Regions from separate parts of the Mus musculus genome. Here all the other regions are linked to region 1. The links are chromatin contacts, called in public Hi-C and HiChIP or PLAC-seq maps. All regions are on one chromosome and are shown on one strand. The core of a region is the stretch at or near the end of the contact, and the rest is flanking DNA. Distances in the headings are between cores, read along the strand shown. Region 1 overlaps Gm32611 (a long non-coding RNA gene). Region 2 has its middle 16 kb from the start of Gm40249. Region 3 holds the start of Lsm10 (U7 snRNP-specific Sm-like protein LSM10).

What was found. Hi-C and Micro-C count contacts between places; a contact is called where the count stands out from the background. HiChIP or PLAC-seq counts read pairs in DNA pulled down with a chosen protein or histone mark.
Region 2: a contact with region 1 is called in a Hi-C map of cerebral cortex, with 6 times the contacts expected there. The contact joins two enhancer-like sites. A contact is called at or near these places in 1 of 15 datasets of contacts at CTCF or cohesin (stem cell-derived epiblast-like cells), 11 of 484 Hi-C or Micro-C datasets (cerebellar granule neurons, cerebellum, cerebral cortex and 6 more) and 3 of 115 datasets of contacts at active chromatin or transcription factors (acute myeloid leukemia, embryonic basal ganglia and embryonic forebrain).
Region 3: a contact with region 1 is called in an H3K4me3 HiChIP or PLAC-seq map of bone marrow-derived macrophages, with 4 times the contacts expected there. The contact joins the promoter of Lsm10 here to the enhancer-like site in region 1. A contact is called at or near these places in 1 of 39 promoter capture datasets (hippocampal neurons), 3 of 115 datasets of contacts at active chromatin or transcription factors (bone marrow-derived macrophages, embryonic forebrain and neural tube) and 1 of 9 other capture datasets (embryonic stem cells).

What each region holds. Positions count from the first base shown.
Region 1 is chr4:125,159,062-125,163,965 of GRCm38.p6, forward strand. All of the region lies in intron 2 of Gm32611 (a long non-coding RNA gene), which reads left to right. All of the region lies in intron 2 of Gm40245 (a long non-coding RNA gene), which reads left to right. Among named protein-coding and RNA genes, the nearest start is that of Gm40245, 11 kb to the left of the region's middle. Within about 2 kb of position 1,455, at least 20 of the 459 cell types and tissues checked have an H3K27ac peak or open chromatin away from gene starts, as enhancers often do. A contact at or near this core is called in bone marrow-derived macrophages, cerebral cortex and hippocampal neurons, where this site is marked.
Region 2 is chr4:125,850,229-125,855,058 of GRCm38.p6, forward strand. No RefSeq gene overlaps it. Among named protein-coding and RNA genes, the nearest start is that of Gm40249, 16 kb to the left of the region's middle. Within about 2 kb of position 2,568, at least 6 of the 459 cell types and tissues checked have an H3K27ac peak or open chromatin away from gene starts, as enhancers often do. A contact at or near this core is called in cerebral cortex, where this site is marked.
Region 3 is chr4:126,093,877-126,098,404 of GRCm38.p6, forward strand. It overlaps Lsm10 (U7 snRNP-specific Sm-like protein LSM10), which reads left to right and starts at 2,777. Exons shown (of 2, transcript NM_138721.2): 1 at 2,777-2,933; 2 at 3,953-4,528. The coding sequence starts at 3,977. The coding sequence ends at 4,345.

The DNA.
Region 1 (4,904 bases), core at 205-2,704:
AGACAAACGAGGTCTGGGCCCGCCTTCCCATTCCATCCGACAGGCTGGCTGTCAGCTGCCGTGGCAGCTGCTCTTGTCAGAAAAATTAAGAAGGAAGCAAGAGACGACACAGCCCCTGAGCTGCCAGCCGGGCAGAGACTCCAGGCCGATTTCTGCTGGGAAGGGATTGGGGAGCCAGCCTGGGCCAGTGGGGACATAGATCTCCAATGGTTCTCCTCCCCTAAGAAGGAAGGGTGGTTAAAAGTATGGTTTCCTGAGCCAACCCTCGGGTTGAGTCTCAGCTCTGAGTTGACCCCGCTGTGTGTTTCTTTGGGTCTCACTGAACCTCTCTGGGCCTTGGTTTTCTAGATTCTAAAACAAAATAAGGATAATTAGGTACAAATGAAGGGATTTATTACTAGTGAAATGCTCGGAACAAAATGTGTACCTGGCATCTAGCGTGATGAGTGCCCCTGGCAGTTTACGGAGGATCCCCTTGCCCCAGGGCTTGAGTATGAGCGAGAAGCTCTGCCTTGGCTCACACAGAGCCAGAGTGGTAGGGAGCCACTGGAGAAGGCTTCCTGTATTCTACAGGCCCCTGCGGACCCCAGGCCTGTTCCCTTTGCCCTGGGGACTTCCAGTGTGACAGGGGAGACTTAGTATAGGGACTGGGTACATCAGGAAGGGAAGGCATGAGGAGGATGGTGGCTGGTGGAGAGGACTTTCTGGAAGGCTGGGGAGACCACAATTGGCTGAAGGGTGCAGAGGTGTGAAGTCCCCCCTACCTTTGTTTAAAAAGGGTGTGTTTGTTTGTTTGTTTTTGTTATTTTGTTTTGTTTTGTTTTTTTGACAGGCTTTCTCTGTATAGCCTGGCTAGAACTCACTCTATAGACCAGGCTGGCCTTGAACACCGAGATCCACCTGCCTCTGCTTCCCAAGTGCTGGGATTAAAGGCATGCACCACCACTGCCCAGCTTAAGTTTTGTTTTGCAAGGCAGGATCTCACTCTATAGCCTTGGCTGTCTTGGAACTCATTATGTAGAACAGGCTGGCCTCAAATTCACAGAGGTCTGCCTGCCCCTGCTCCTGAGTAGGCCACTAGGCTGGGCCTAGACCTTTGTTTTGAAGACAGTTTTTTTTTTTTTAGGTGACTTGGAACTCACTATGAAGTCCTTGTTGGCCCCTTAACTCCTGGATTCTCTGTTCCTCTCCTAAGTGCTGGGGTTACAGGCAGGAGCTCTAGTGCCCAGCTGGTCTCTTCAAAAAAAAAAAAAACCAAAAAACAAAAAACATCTCCCTATGTTACCCAAGTTGGCCTCACAATTCCTGGGCTCAAGTAATCCTCCTGTCTCAGCTCCTGAGTAGCTGGGCATGCCACCAAAGCCCTACTAAGGCCTTCCCTAAGGGACTGTAGCACCCAGCTTGCAGGTCACGCAGCAGCTGAGCGCTGCAGGCTCCGTCCAGAAGGGGGCAGCCGCGGCGCGTGGATGTGTGTCAGCTTTGCTGAGCTCCTACCTAGGGAAGAGTCTAGGCAGGAGAGCTCAGACGCCGGTGTTCAGGTTTTCAGACTGGAGCGCCACCGTCACATCTCAGGAACAGTCCCGCTAGAGCGCAAGGACGCCCACAAGAGCAGGGGCCTTTAGTCATTCTCAGTCCTGGGACCATGTTAAAATCACTCCCGCAGTGCTAAAAATCTCCAGAGCCTGTGCCTTCCTCAGATTGCTGTCAATTAGTCTCTGGGGGCGGGGCCCAGGAACCGCAATTACAAAAAAATCTCCTCTGACATACTTAGCAGATCTGGTCGCCAGGATCTGAGATTGAATAAACACAGTCCTGGCTACCTTTTTCTTCCTGAGAGGGAAGTCCCGGATGGGGGGGACAGTCCTGGGAGTTCCTTTGGTTAGGGTTGGTTTCAAGGGTGAGAGGTGACAAAATTGACAGTGGACAAAGGTGCTTGCTCCCACCCTCGGAGGGGGAAGTTCTCAGAGGGCAGGTAGGTAGAATACATGCGTTCTTGAGCATGTGTGCACAGGCATGCTTTGAGAGTTCAGGGTGACTACGTGCCTGCACACACATTTCTCTGGCCAGTACAGGTGCTACATATGCATGCTGGTATAGGAGAGTTATTCATACTCAAGAGCTGCTAAACAACTCCTGTACAAATACGGGTGTGTGCGCACGTGCGCGCGTGCACACACACACACACACACACACACACACACAGAGAGAGAGAGAGAGAGAGAGAGAGAGCTGTGCTTTTTCCCTGGCTCACACGACCCACAGTGTGTGGCTACCTCAGGGGTGGAAACCTGCATGCCCCGTTTCCATGGGTCTTTTCAAGCCTCTGCAGGCGTGAAGCTTTGCTGTTTGAAGGTCTTTTTCCTTTCTTCTCCCGACCAGCCTGATCGATACGCCTCCCTGGTGCAGCCTCCCCACAGACCACACACACAGACTGGATCTGTGCGGACAGAGTCAAGTGTGGGCTTAGAAAAACCCACAACCCTTGGGGCCGGATTCTTTCAGCCAGGCTCCAGGTTGGCAGCTGGCCTTGCTAGTAGCAACCTCCTCATAGCGGATGCAGCTGGCACTGGGCACTGGATACCCACCCAGCAGGTCAGGCCCACCATGTTGAAAAGGATATGGGAGGTCCTAACGCTGGATGGGGACAGAGAACTCCTGGACAGACCAGTTCTGTTGGTGAAAATGGTGTGTGTGCTTACTGGTTGGTTGTTTTATTTGATTCTCTTTGAGACGAGAGTTCAGACCCGATGAAGAGTGAGCCATCTTTATTGTCACCGTGGTGGGAAGTGGAATCACATAGGAGACACACTTTTGGGTGTGTCTGGAAGGGTGTTCACTGAGCAGGGAAGGTCCTCCCTGAATGTGTGTGTGTGTGTGTGTAGTTGGGCTGGAGACATGGCCCATTGGTTAAGAAAGCACACTGTTCTTGTAGACAACCTGGGTTTCTTTTCTAGCACCCACACGGAACAGCCCATAACAGCCTGTACTCCTAGCTTCGGGGAGCCCACTACCATTTTTTTTTTTTTCTGGCCCATGAGACCATATGCACATGGTCCAGCCATCACACGGTCACATAGTTACAGAGAAGGCAATCTGGGCCGCACAAATCTCTTTGCATCATGATTTTGAATATCATGTGACCAGCCACTTCATGGCCTAGCCACCATAATGGGACATGACCCCTTACAGTATGCAAGGATAACCCCTGCGTCCTGTAAGTTGCTGCTGGTGAGGTGTGTTAGTCTAGCAAGGAGAAACATAACTAACACAGCTTTGACCTTCATTTAGAATGGAGGTAGCTTACACAGCCATGTCCACAGACAGCATGTCCACAGACAGCATGTCCACAGACAGGACCCTGTTGGGCATGGTCTGGGTTGAGGATGTTGGTTCTTTCTGTGAGAGAAGCCAATGTGCCTTTCTGTGAGGCACGTGCAGACCCCACACCCTGGACATGTGGCTTGGGATGGGACCTCAGCACCAGGCCACATGGGGGAGGGTCTGAGCTCACCTGTCCATAAGCTTTGAGGCAGGCCGCTTTATAGGGGTGAGGGTGAGGGTGCACTGAGTCTGTGTAACGCATTATCTGATGTTTGTTGTGTTGTATGGTGGTGCAGGAAATGTGGCTTGGCGTGGGGGCATGTGCTGGACTGAACATGTGGCACCTGGGTGTTGGGTGGTTTTAGATGAATTTGGGTGAGAAACGCTTCTTTTGGAGGGGGGGAGGTGCATTCATGTGTGTGCTGGGCTAATGGGAATGTCAGTGTAGGTGAGTCAGGTGCTCCATTGTTTTCTGTCACGTGGTGAATCAGGTACATCCCACTGTGCGCATGCGGGCAGCCTGCTGGGTAGGGCACTCCTAAGGCTGGCTCAAGGCTTCAGCATTACAATCAAGTTTTTGCATTCAAGGGTAGCCCTCTCCAAGGCTCCAGCCAGTCTCAGGCTGCGTGGATGGGGTGAGCTGGGCTCGGTCCTGATGCTGTTTTAACTATACTGTCCCCGGGGGATGAGAGGAGAGGCTAGCAGGGCTCTGCCTGTGAGCTTGTCCTGGAAGTAAGAAGGAAGGTTGGTTGGTGGCTCCTAAGAGAGCTTCATCGGGAGTCTCCTGGCCTGTGACAGGCCTGTCTTGTGATCTCTGTCCAGGTGTACTGCGAAGATCAGCTCAGCACTTGAGGCCAACTGCCTTCCATGTCAAGGGACATCGCTTCTTTTGACCCCAAGGCTAGGCTGCCTCTTTCCTGTGCCTCTGGCTGTTGGCCCTTGTCATCTAGCCGGGCCAGCCTTCTACTTACTTCCAGCCTCCTCTGAGGCAATGACTAGCTAGTGCATGTGTACCCACCACACTGTAGTTCCTTCAGGTGTCACAGGGGAGCTCCCGGGAGCGCTTGACTCAACTGCTTTATGACCTACCTGGGTAGATTCTCAGGGCTCACTCACACTGATGAAGGTCAACAGTGGGGGAGGGGAACATGTTCTCTGTGTGATGCTGAGGCTGCTGGCCGGAGTCTCTCTTGACAGACAGGAAAGGGTGCCTGCAAGCGACGCAGCTTTGAGGTTCACCCTTGACATTAGGTTGGGTGTCATGGCAGGAGGAATAACATTGCAAGAAAAGAGATGAGTTCTCTTTTTAAAAAAAGCTTTCCTGTCCCCAGGGTTTCACTCTGTCACTCAGGCTGGCCTTGGGGTTGTCTTTACTTAGGGGTAACAGGCATGTACCCATATGTCCAGTTTAAGGAGGATCTTTATGGTCTCCAGGTCCTAGGAGAGATGGAAACCCCATGCAGAGGGCACTGCTACTTTGCCCTCTGACAGGGCCTGTGTGGTTCCCAACCTTGCTTAGTATGCTGATAAGGGATCTTTGGGACTTAGAATGCAGGTGTCCTGTAGTGTGCATGTTGAACTGT
Region 2 (4,830 bases), core at 1,318-3,817, 690 kb after region 1:
TACATCTTGCTCCAAATTAGCCTTCACTTTTTATATGCAGTTATTAAATTGGTTACTATACTACTATTTAATAAATCCTGCTACACACACACACACACACACACACACACACACACACACACACACATATATATATATATATATATATATAGAGAGAGAGAGAGAGAGAGAGAGAGGTTCCTGTTTGTTGTGATGCATAGACGTTATTAAATGTTTCTAATTACCCAGACACTCCAGCCCACCTAGTGGCAGCTAACGAAACTGCATGCATAACCGCCTGGCAAACCCCAACTGCTTCTAATGCTGGCAAGGTAGGCCGGCTGATTAAAGGGGAGGGCTGAGTCCCATGTTGGGGGAACATGAGGTCCCCATCAAGATGACTACTTGCAGGAATTCTGGGGTGTTCTTGGAGGTCATGGAGGTCTAGGTGACTATGCTGGGGTTAGAGGCTAAGAAGCCACTCAAGTTCAGAATGAGACCCTGGTTACATGTGGGAAGGAAGAGGGCGATGGTGAGAGCCCAGGCTGGGAATCACATCTCCCGGAAGTCAGCAGAGAAGCTAGATGGCCGTGGGCAGGTGGGGGTGGAGTTTCAGAGGGTCTGAAAGTGACCGGAAATGCAGAAAAATGGCCAATGAGAGGAGGAAGGCGGAGGAAAGCCAGCACCTAATGACTTCAGCTAGCCCAATCACGTGCCTCCTTGGCATGGATGGGGTGGGGGGGAGGTGGGGGGAGGACCCAAGTGAAACAGGAAATAGCATACCTGTCTCAGTGGATCCTCTCCCCTCACAGTACCCACTCCAGCACCTTCCCTCATCCAGCTGTAATCTAAACCGGTCCCAGCCAGAGTTCTCTGGAGTGCAAAGCTCTGGAATCCCTGGAAATCACATTCTCTGTGGATGCTACCAAGAGCTCGAAGCCCCATCTTCCATGTGGTTGCTTGCTTGAACCTCAACGACATTCCCTCTCTTGACCTGATCCCTGAGCTGACAATTTCACCGGAGGCCCAGCAGTGTGGAATATCAGAAGTTGAGGTCGTAGTTACCAGCCTTAGAAGTGGCTCAAATTGGGAGGGTGGAACAGGGCTTTTGGCTACTTTATTGGGTTCTCTTTTTCTACCTCACCCTCTCCACCCTTCCAACCCCACAACACTTGGTAGGAAAGAAAGAAGGTTAGAGGGGGAAGGGGGCATCAATTTCATTAGACTACTTCCTGCCAATTAGAGGATGTCAACTTTCTTGGGACAAGTTTGATCTTTGTCTTAAGGATATCTCCAACCAGCAAATAGCAGCGGCCACAGCCTTTTTTATACTCTCTCAAGAATCCCCAGAATTCCAAATGTAAGCTGTCTTCAGCTGGTAAAATCATGCCCCTGCTAGAGCATGAGACAAATCATCGTCAGCTGCTGTGGACAAACTGAAGCAGCCCCATGTTCCACACCTGGGATTAGGACAGAAACATACTCACATAAGATAACTGGGTTTTTAAAGGACTCAAAATTCTCGCTGCAGGAGGGCACTACCCAGGAGTCTTATACCCCACACACTGTCTCTCAGGAAGACCTCCCTGACTCCTGGAGACCCCATGAACCACCTCCAAAACAGCAGCATGTGTCTGGGCCGAAGCCAGTGAGCTGAGAAATAAGCATCCTACTCCAGCCTCCCAGCACATTTTGTCTTTAAGTGCCTCAGAATCCCTGTCCAAGGGCCTGACCCAGAGAGCTAGACCAATGTGACCATGTTTGGTGGCCGCCTTGAGTCGTAACCCTATCAACGTGTTTGCCATCTTCAGGTTAGGACTCCTCAGGGTCTGTCAGCCTTTCCACTGACTTCTTGAGCAGCCTTTACTCAAGCACTGAGACCCCAGTCCAGAACTGGATTTTCTCCCTCAAACCTGTGGCATGTAGGGGAGAGAGAACAGCAGGCCCCCCGTGAGGCCTGAGGTCCCAGAAGAATAGCAGTCTCTGAGGACCATGGCTCTGGACACATATACAGTAGTCTTTGGGTGAGAAAACTGACTGTGCCCTGCTTATGGGGCCCTGTGCCCCGTGGGTGGGCAAGCAGGACAGTCCATAGCCAGAATGAACCAATCTCTGTTTCAACCTCATTTGCTCCACCCCATACCTTCTCTCCAACCCCAAGGCAGCCTCAGGGCAGTCTCAAGCGGACAGTCTCCACCACTGCAAGGACCACTGCTAGGACACAGGCCGGAGAGACTCCAATTTGCATTCTGAACCTGTCACTTCAAAACCATGTGATCTGGGACAGGTGATTTCCCTGCCTCGAGTCACCCTGTGCACTTAGCACAGGAGTTGGTAGAGAGGAAACAGCCAAACATGGGAGAGAAGTGGGTGGGGAGACTCCCGAGGAGAGAGGCCGGAGGCAAGAGATCAGTGAAGCCCTGCAGACTGCAGCGGAGGGAGCTTGCCAAGGAGGAGTCGACAAGAAGGTTCCAGAAGATGGCAGACTGGAGGGTGAGTCAGTTTTCACTGCTGTGAATTATTCACAGCACAGCCAGGGTGACATTTGCTTCCTCCAAGCCACTCCTCCTCCTCCCAGTTGCCTGGGAAACAGCCCCCTCCTCATAGAGACTGTGGACCTGGGCAGGAGGGCCAGAGGGGAGAGAATCATAGACCCAGAGAAGAGTCATCTCTGTGAGTCCCAGGCTGGTCAGAAGGCAGGGACACCTAGTACACAGGAGACTGGGATCCAGGGACACCCCCATCGCATCCCCTAGAGATGCTACAGAAATTCTCAGTACAGGAACAGAAGGTGAAGGTGCTGACTCCAGAGCTCACAGATGACAGGGGCATGGGTGGGCAGGTCTGGGACCTGAGGGGACTCAGCTCTCTTTTTGCCTCTAGTGTCTGGCTTCCTCCTGGACAACACTCTCCCTCTCTCCCAAGTTTCCAAGAGCCACGGAGAACAAGTCCTCTTTAAGCTTGCATTGGACCACTGCTCAATCCTTCTTAGCCCATCTCACATCACCCGGAATCACCCTTGGCTTTTTATTAGCCAATGCCAGCCTCCTGCCAGTGGAGGTCACGTGGTCCTCAGGGTCACCCCTTTCCAGCTGCCTACCCCATGGCCTCAAGGCCCTGCCTGTCATCCAAGTTCTGGTTTCTTATCTCACATTCTCAAATACCCCAAGCATCTTCTCATGCTTACGCTGGTCAGTTCTCCCTTGCTATGACAAAGTACCCGAGCTAAATAACTTTTAAAGTGAAAAGGTTTGGGTTTTGCTCTCCGTTTAGAAGTTTTTAGTCAATGGTCACTTGACCCCACCATTTGGGACCTAACTGGGAGGAGTAGTTAGGAGTGACTGAGTGGTGCTTATCCCACAGCAGCCAAGAAGCAAGGACACAGAGGCAAAGAGGAATGGGCCAGGGTCTGTCTGTCTGTCTGTCTGTCTCTCTCCCCATTTGTTTCTTTCCTCCTTTCCTTCCTTCCTTTTTTCTAGATCAACAGATAAGTGGATAATGAAAACTTGAGACTATATATTCACATATATTATCAAACGGATACATATTTGAATGCATCATATATATTTGTATAAGTGTATAATAGAACTAGTTAGCTCTACGTAAAAATGGAATGAAAAATTGGCAGGAAAATGTATGAACTTGAGATGTATAATATTCAGCGAGGTCACACAATCTCACAAAGAAAAGCACGGCATGTTCTCTCTCATATGTGGGATTGGGCCAATCATACATGTACCTATGTAAACAAACATACACACAGGTTCAGTATAACATGCAGAAAAGACAACAAAGAAGGCTGAATGTTAGGGGATGAGGAAGGTCCGAATGCAGACAGGGGAGAGGACTAGAAAGAGGATGTAAAGGCCACTGTTTTTCCAGTGCTAGTTCTGTCTTGTTGGTTTGGGTGGTAGATAAGTGCATAAAATAGATTCGAAACTGAAGGTGTAAAGTTTGATGCAAAGCCGCTCAGATGCCAGTTCTGACTGTATAGAAGTTCACTGACTGACACAGACTTTGGGTCTGCTTAACTTTGCCAGGTGATATCTTTATTTGCAAGGTTTTTTTTTTTAAGTTTATAAAATCAATTTTAAAGAGACAGTCATCTTAAAAATCACACGGTCCCCTTTAAGGCCACACATCAATGTCCTAATTTAATGTTGTGCCACATCCCAGTGGCACCAGGTGGGGACCACATCTGCAGCACCTGGGTCTGCCAGGGACATGCTAGATCCAAACCACAACTCTGCCCCAATCCTTCCAGGGCTCCAAGGGCCCTAGCATTCCCAGTGACTTCCCAAGGCCGAAGACATTCATCTCTACCATACATGGTAGAAAATACAAAATCTGGAAACCAAAGGATCCTGGGTCTAGGTGGAACTGAGAGCTTTATGGCATCCTGACAGAAAATCTTTACGCTTAAGTGCATCCAAAAACACTCTAGTTCCCAGCCATAGAATCTTGTGTTCATGATCTAATCTCTCTGGACCTTGGTTTTCCCTTCTGTAAAATAGGCAGAGCCCATCCTCATAGGGCTATATAAAATAAAAAGTAGAGGAGATACCTAAAAGGTATCGTTGATTATTAGCAGCAGACACAACTTTTTTTTTTATTATCCATGGTCAGAGTATATGTGTTCATGTTGTCTTAATACATGTTTTAACCATTAGAAAAAGTACCCAAGACAAACTAACTTTATAAAGAAAACATGTTCACTCACTCCAGTGCAGCAAACTGTAAGCCCTAATGGTGTGGTGCTGGTTCTGGTAAGGCCTCCCCTGGTTGGCTTACCTCCTGCCAGGTGCTGCTGGGCAGCAGAGAGGAGCAATCACAGCCTGAAATGGGACTCCA
Region 3 (4,528 bases), core at 1,527-4,026, 940 kb after region 1:
CCAGCATCCACATAGTGGCTTATAACCATCTGTAACTCCAGTTTCAGGGGACCTGACACCTCTGGCCTCCTCAGGTACTCTACAAGCATGGTGCACTACACTTACTCAGGTACACACACACACACACACACACACACACACACTTAAAGGAATTAATATAAAAGGGAGATAAGAGGGGGAAGGAGGTACAAATGGGAAGGAGAAAAGAACTTCGTGATTACTGAAGGTACCCAACTTAAGGAGTAAAAAATCAGGGCAGCAAGCACAAAAATGAGAAAATCTACTTTTGGTAAGGTCTAGGTGAATGTGTCTCCTGGTGACCTCTGAGTACCAATTGGACATGAAGATATGCCACAGAGATACATAGAGAAAGGGCAGTGTGAGATGTGTGCCAGGCATGGGACAAAGTGGCAGAGCAGGCTACAGGCAGGCAGGCACTATGGCCAGGGAAACCTGGTGAGGTTCTGTCACCAAAGGTGACTCAGCTTAGCGGTCTACTCCCAGGAAGTTTGGGGTGGACAACACTGACCTAGATTCTGATGGAAATAGTTGTCTGTGGTTAGTTGTTGTTTTGTTTTGTTTTGTTTTTAAACTAAAACTTGGAATCCAAACTGGTTGAAATCACTAGTCCTTCCCCTGGGCCTGTGCAAGTGTCTAGTGGGTGACCTTTGGATTAGGACCAAACTTAAAACAAGAAAACTCTGGAATGTTCTAAGCAAATGTCCTGTGATGATCTGTGAAGTTTGATTACCCTGTACATATCACAAATCATCTCACTTCTTTTTTTCCCCAGTTGCCTTCCCTACAGGGCAAGCCATCCTGTGTGGAGAAGGCAGGTTTGATAGTGGGGGAGGGGATCTGTCTTATATTTGGGAACCCCATGAATAAGCTTTATCCTCCTCTCAAAACTCATTAAGTTGGGCAGTAGTGGTACATGCCTTTAATCCCATCACTTGGGAGGCAGAGGCAGGTGGATTTCTGAGTTTGAGGCCAGCCTGGTCTACAGAGTGAGTTCCAGGACAGCCAAGGCTACACAGAGAAACCTTGTCTTGAAAAACCAAAAACCAACCAACCAAACAAACAAACAAAAAACTCATTATTTTGGTGGTTGGCTTAACGAACAGTGAGCAAAGCAGGCTTTAGTAACAATCTGACCAGATAGAAGTATGACCTATGCACAGCGTCTCAGTATTTGGAAGGCAGAAGGCAGAGGATCAGGCTCAAGGTCCTTCAGGGCATAGTGAATTCAAAACAGAATGGGCTACAGGAGACCCAACTACAAAACAAAAATCAAACATAAGCATTTTAAAAAGTGTTACGCCGGGCATGGCACGCCTTTAATCCCAGCACTCGGGAGGCAGAGGCAGGTGGATTTCTGAGACAGGGTTTCTCTGTATAGCCCTGGCTGTCCTGGAACTCACTTTGTAGACCAGGCTGGCCTCGAACTCAGAAATCCACCTGCCTCTGCCTCCCAAGTGCTGGGATTAAAGGCGTGGGCCACCATGCACTGCTTGATTTTTTTTGTTTGTTTGTTTGTTTCTTTTGGTTTTGGTTTTTCGAGACAGGGTTTCTCTGTGTAGTCCTGACTGTCCTGGAACTCACTCTGTAGACCAGGCTGGCCTTGAACTCAGAAATCTGCCTGTCACTGCCTCCCACGTGCTGGGGTTAAAGGCATGTGCCACCACTGCCCGGCTCGATTTTATTTATTTATTTATTTATTTATTTATTTTTGTTTTTTTGAGGCAGAGTTTCTCTGTGTAGCCCTGGCTGTCCTGGAACTCACTGTGTAGAACAGGCTGGCCTCAAACTCAGAAATCCGCCTGCCTCTGCCTCCCGAGTGCTGGGATTAAAGGCGTGGGCCACCATGCCCTGCTCAATTTTATTTTTAATTGTTAATTAGTTACAAGCAGTTGTGAGCTGGGAACCAAATGTAGGTCTTCTGCAATAGTATGCGGACTTAATTGCTAAAGTTTAGCAGTTAAATCTTCTCTCCATAGCCCTGTGTTTTCCTCTTTGAGACAAGGTAGCTATGTAGGCCTTGCTGTCCTTGAACTCTCTCCATAGACCAGGCTGTCCTCCAACTGAGATCCACCTGCCTCTGTCTCTGGAGTTGCTGGAATTAAGGAGTTTGCCACCACGTTTGGGCCACATTTCCGTAATTTTTTTTTTTTTTTAAAGATTTATTTATTTATTACATGTAAGTACACTGTAGCTGTCTTCAGACACACCAGAAGAGGGCGTCAGATCTCGTTACAGATGGTTGTGAGCCACCATGTGGTTGCTGGGATTTGAACTCTGGACCTTCCGAAGAGCAGTCGGGTGCTCTTACCCACTGAGCCATCTAACCAGCCCCTCATTTCCGTAATTTTAATCAGATGAAGGAATTAAGGAGTTTGCCACCACGTTTGGGCCACATTTCCGTAATTTTAATCAGATGAAGGACGTTGTGTTTTTCTTTCTTTCTTTCTTTCTTTCTTTCTTTCTTTCTTTCTTTCTTTCTTTCTTTCTTTCTTTCTTTCTTTCTTTCTTTATTTATTTATTTATTTATTTAACAGAAGCTCTCTCCCACTTAACGCCATGAGCTCAGCAGGACATTAGGGAGACACAGCTCCAAGCCGGAGCCTACAAAGGTGGGAAACTAGACAGAGAAGAGAATTGGGCGTGTGGCGCGCGGCCTCCTGGGACTTGTAGTCCGCATCCTGCGAGGCGCATGCTCTGATGCTCTGGGTCTTCCGCGGTTGCCATGGCTTCTCTGAGCCTCGGTGGGTGGTGCCCCTAGACACGGGCGGGTTTTGGAGGCGTAGCGCGCGGAAGGCGGAAGGCATCACGCGGTGGGTAGGGCAGTCGAGAGTGGGGACTAGGGCGCGCTGGGACCCGTCCTCTTCCCCTGGCGCACTGGCTGCGGACTTTTCTTCCCAAACCCCTTACGCGCGGTGAGGAGAGGGGCGCACTCGGCACCCGGCTTTCCCGGGTGGGACTAATGAGCTTGACCGCTAGTGGCAAATCCCAGGCCTCCGGTCCTGGAAGCAGCAGAGTCTGGGCCTGCCTGAAGGTCTCAAAGACTATCCTTTTGGATTTTGTTTTAAGACAGAGTGTAGTTCTGTATGCCAGACTGGTCTGTAACTCGGAGATCCACCTGCCTCGGCCTCCTGAGTGCTGGGTTTAAATGCATGCATCTTGGCTAGGTTTGGCTTGTTTTGTCTTGAAACATTCCACTATCCAGGTTGACTTGGAGCTCACGATGTAGTTTAGGCCGGTTTGGCATTTGAGGTGCTCCTACTGCTTCAGACTTTAAAGTGATGGTATTATAAGTGTGCGCCATCATGCTTGGCTAGATTACATAGTAACAAGCGCCTGGCAGAAGGACATACATAAACTACAATTTGCAGTAGTCGTTCTCAAACTGACTGGCACATTAAAATTCTGGGGGGCTTTTTGTTTAAAAAAAAAGTATAAACTGAGCATAGTGGCACACACCTTTAATCCCAACACTGGAGAGGCAGAGGCAGGAGGATCTCGATGAGTTTAAGGCCAGCCTGGTCTACATAGAGAGTTCAGGACAGCCAGGGCTACATAGAGAAACCCTGTCTCAAAATAATGTAAAAATAGGATACCTTGCAGGATGTGGTAACACACATCCTGAATCCCCAGCACTTGTGAGGAAGAGACAGGTGGATCTCTGTGAGTTCCAGGCCACACTTGTTTACATTTTAAGTTCCAGGCTACTCAGGAAGATATAGGAAGACCCTGTCTTTAAAAACAACAACAACAAAACAATCTGGGCCTGTCCTCTCCAGGCAAATGAATCTAGATCTCTGGGATGTGTGGGACGTGAAAGCCAGGCAAAGGTTTCCCCGGGTGTATCCAGTGCAGGGAGGCATCTGGACCACTAGTGTGGAGTTTCAGGGCTTGGTAAAGGTGAGTGACTCTATCTGTGTGCTCCTGCCCACAGTGAGCAGCCAGCCAATGTGGAACAATGGCACTGAGCCACTCGGTGAAGGAGCGAACTATTTCTGAGAACAGCCTGATCATCCTGTTGCAGGGCCTCCAAGGCCAAATAACCACTGTGGACCTTCGGGATGAGAGTGTGGCCCGAGGACGCATTGACAACGTGGATGCTTTCATGAATATCCGCCTGGCCAATGTCACCTATACCGACCGCTGGGGACATCAGGTTGAGTTGGATGACCTTTTTGTGACCGGTCGTAACGTCCGATACGTCCATATCCCAGATGGTGTGGACATCACTGCTACTATTGAGCAGCAGCTGCAGATCATCCACCGTGTGCGCAACTTTGGTGGCAAGGGTCAAGGTCGTCGAGAGTTCCCCTCCAAAAGGCCATGAGACTGTGTCCTCGTTAAAGTTCCAGCACCACCTCAGGGACCTCCGGTGTTCTGAGCCAACTCCCGGCCATCCTTCCCCACCAGTAACAGACATGTCACAGCGGCCTTTCGTAGGGTTCCAGTTTTCAGACACACCCTGGGACCCAGAATTCCTTCTGCTGGTGGCCTTGGGGTAGGTGACAAT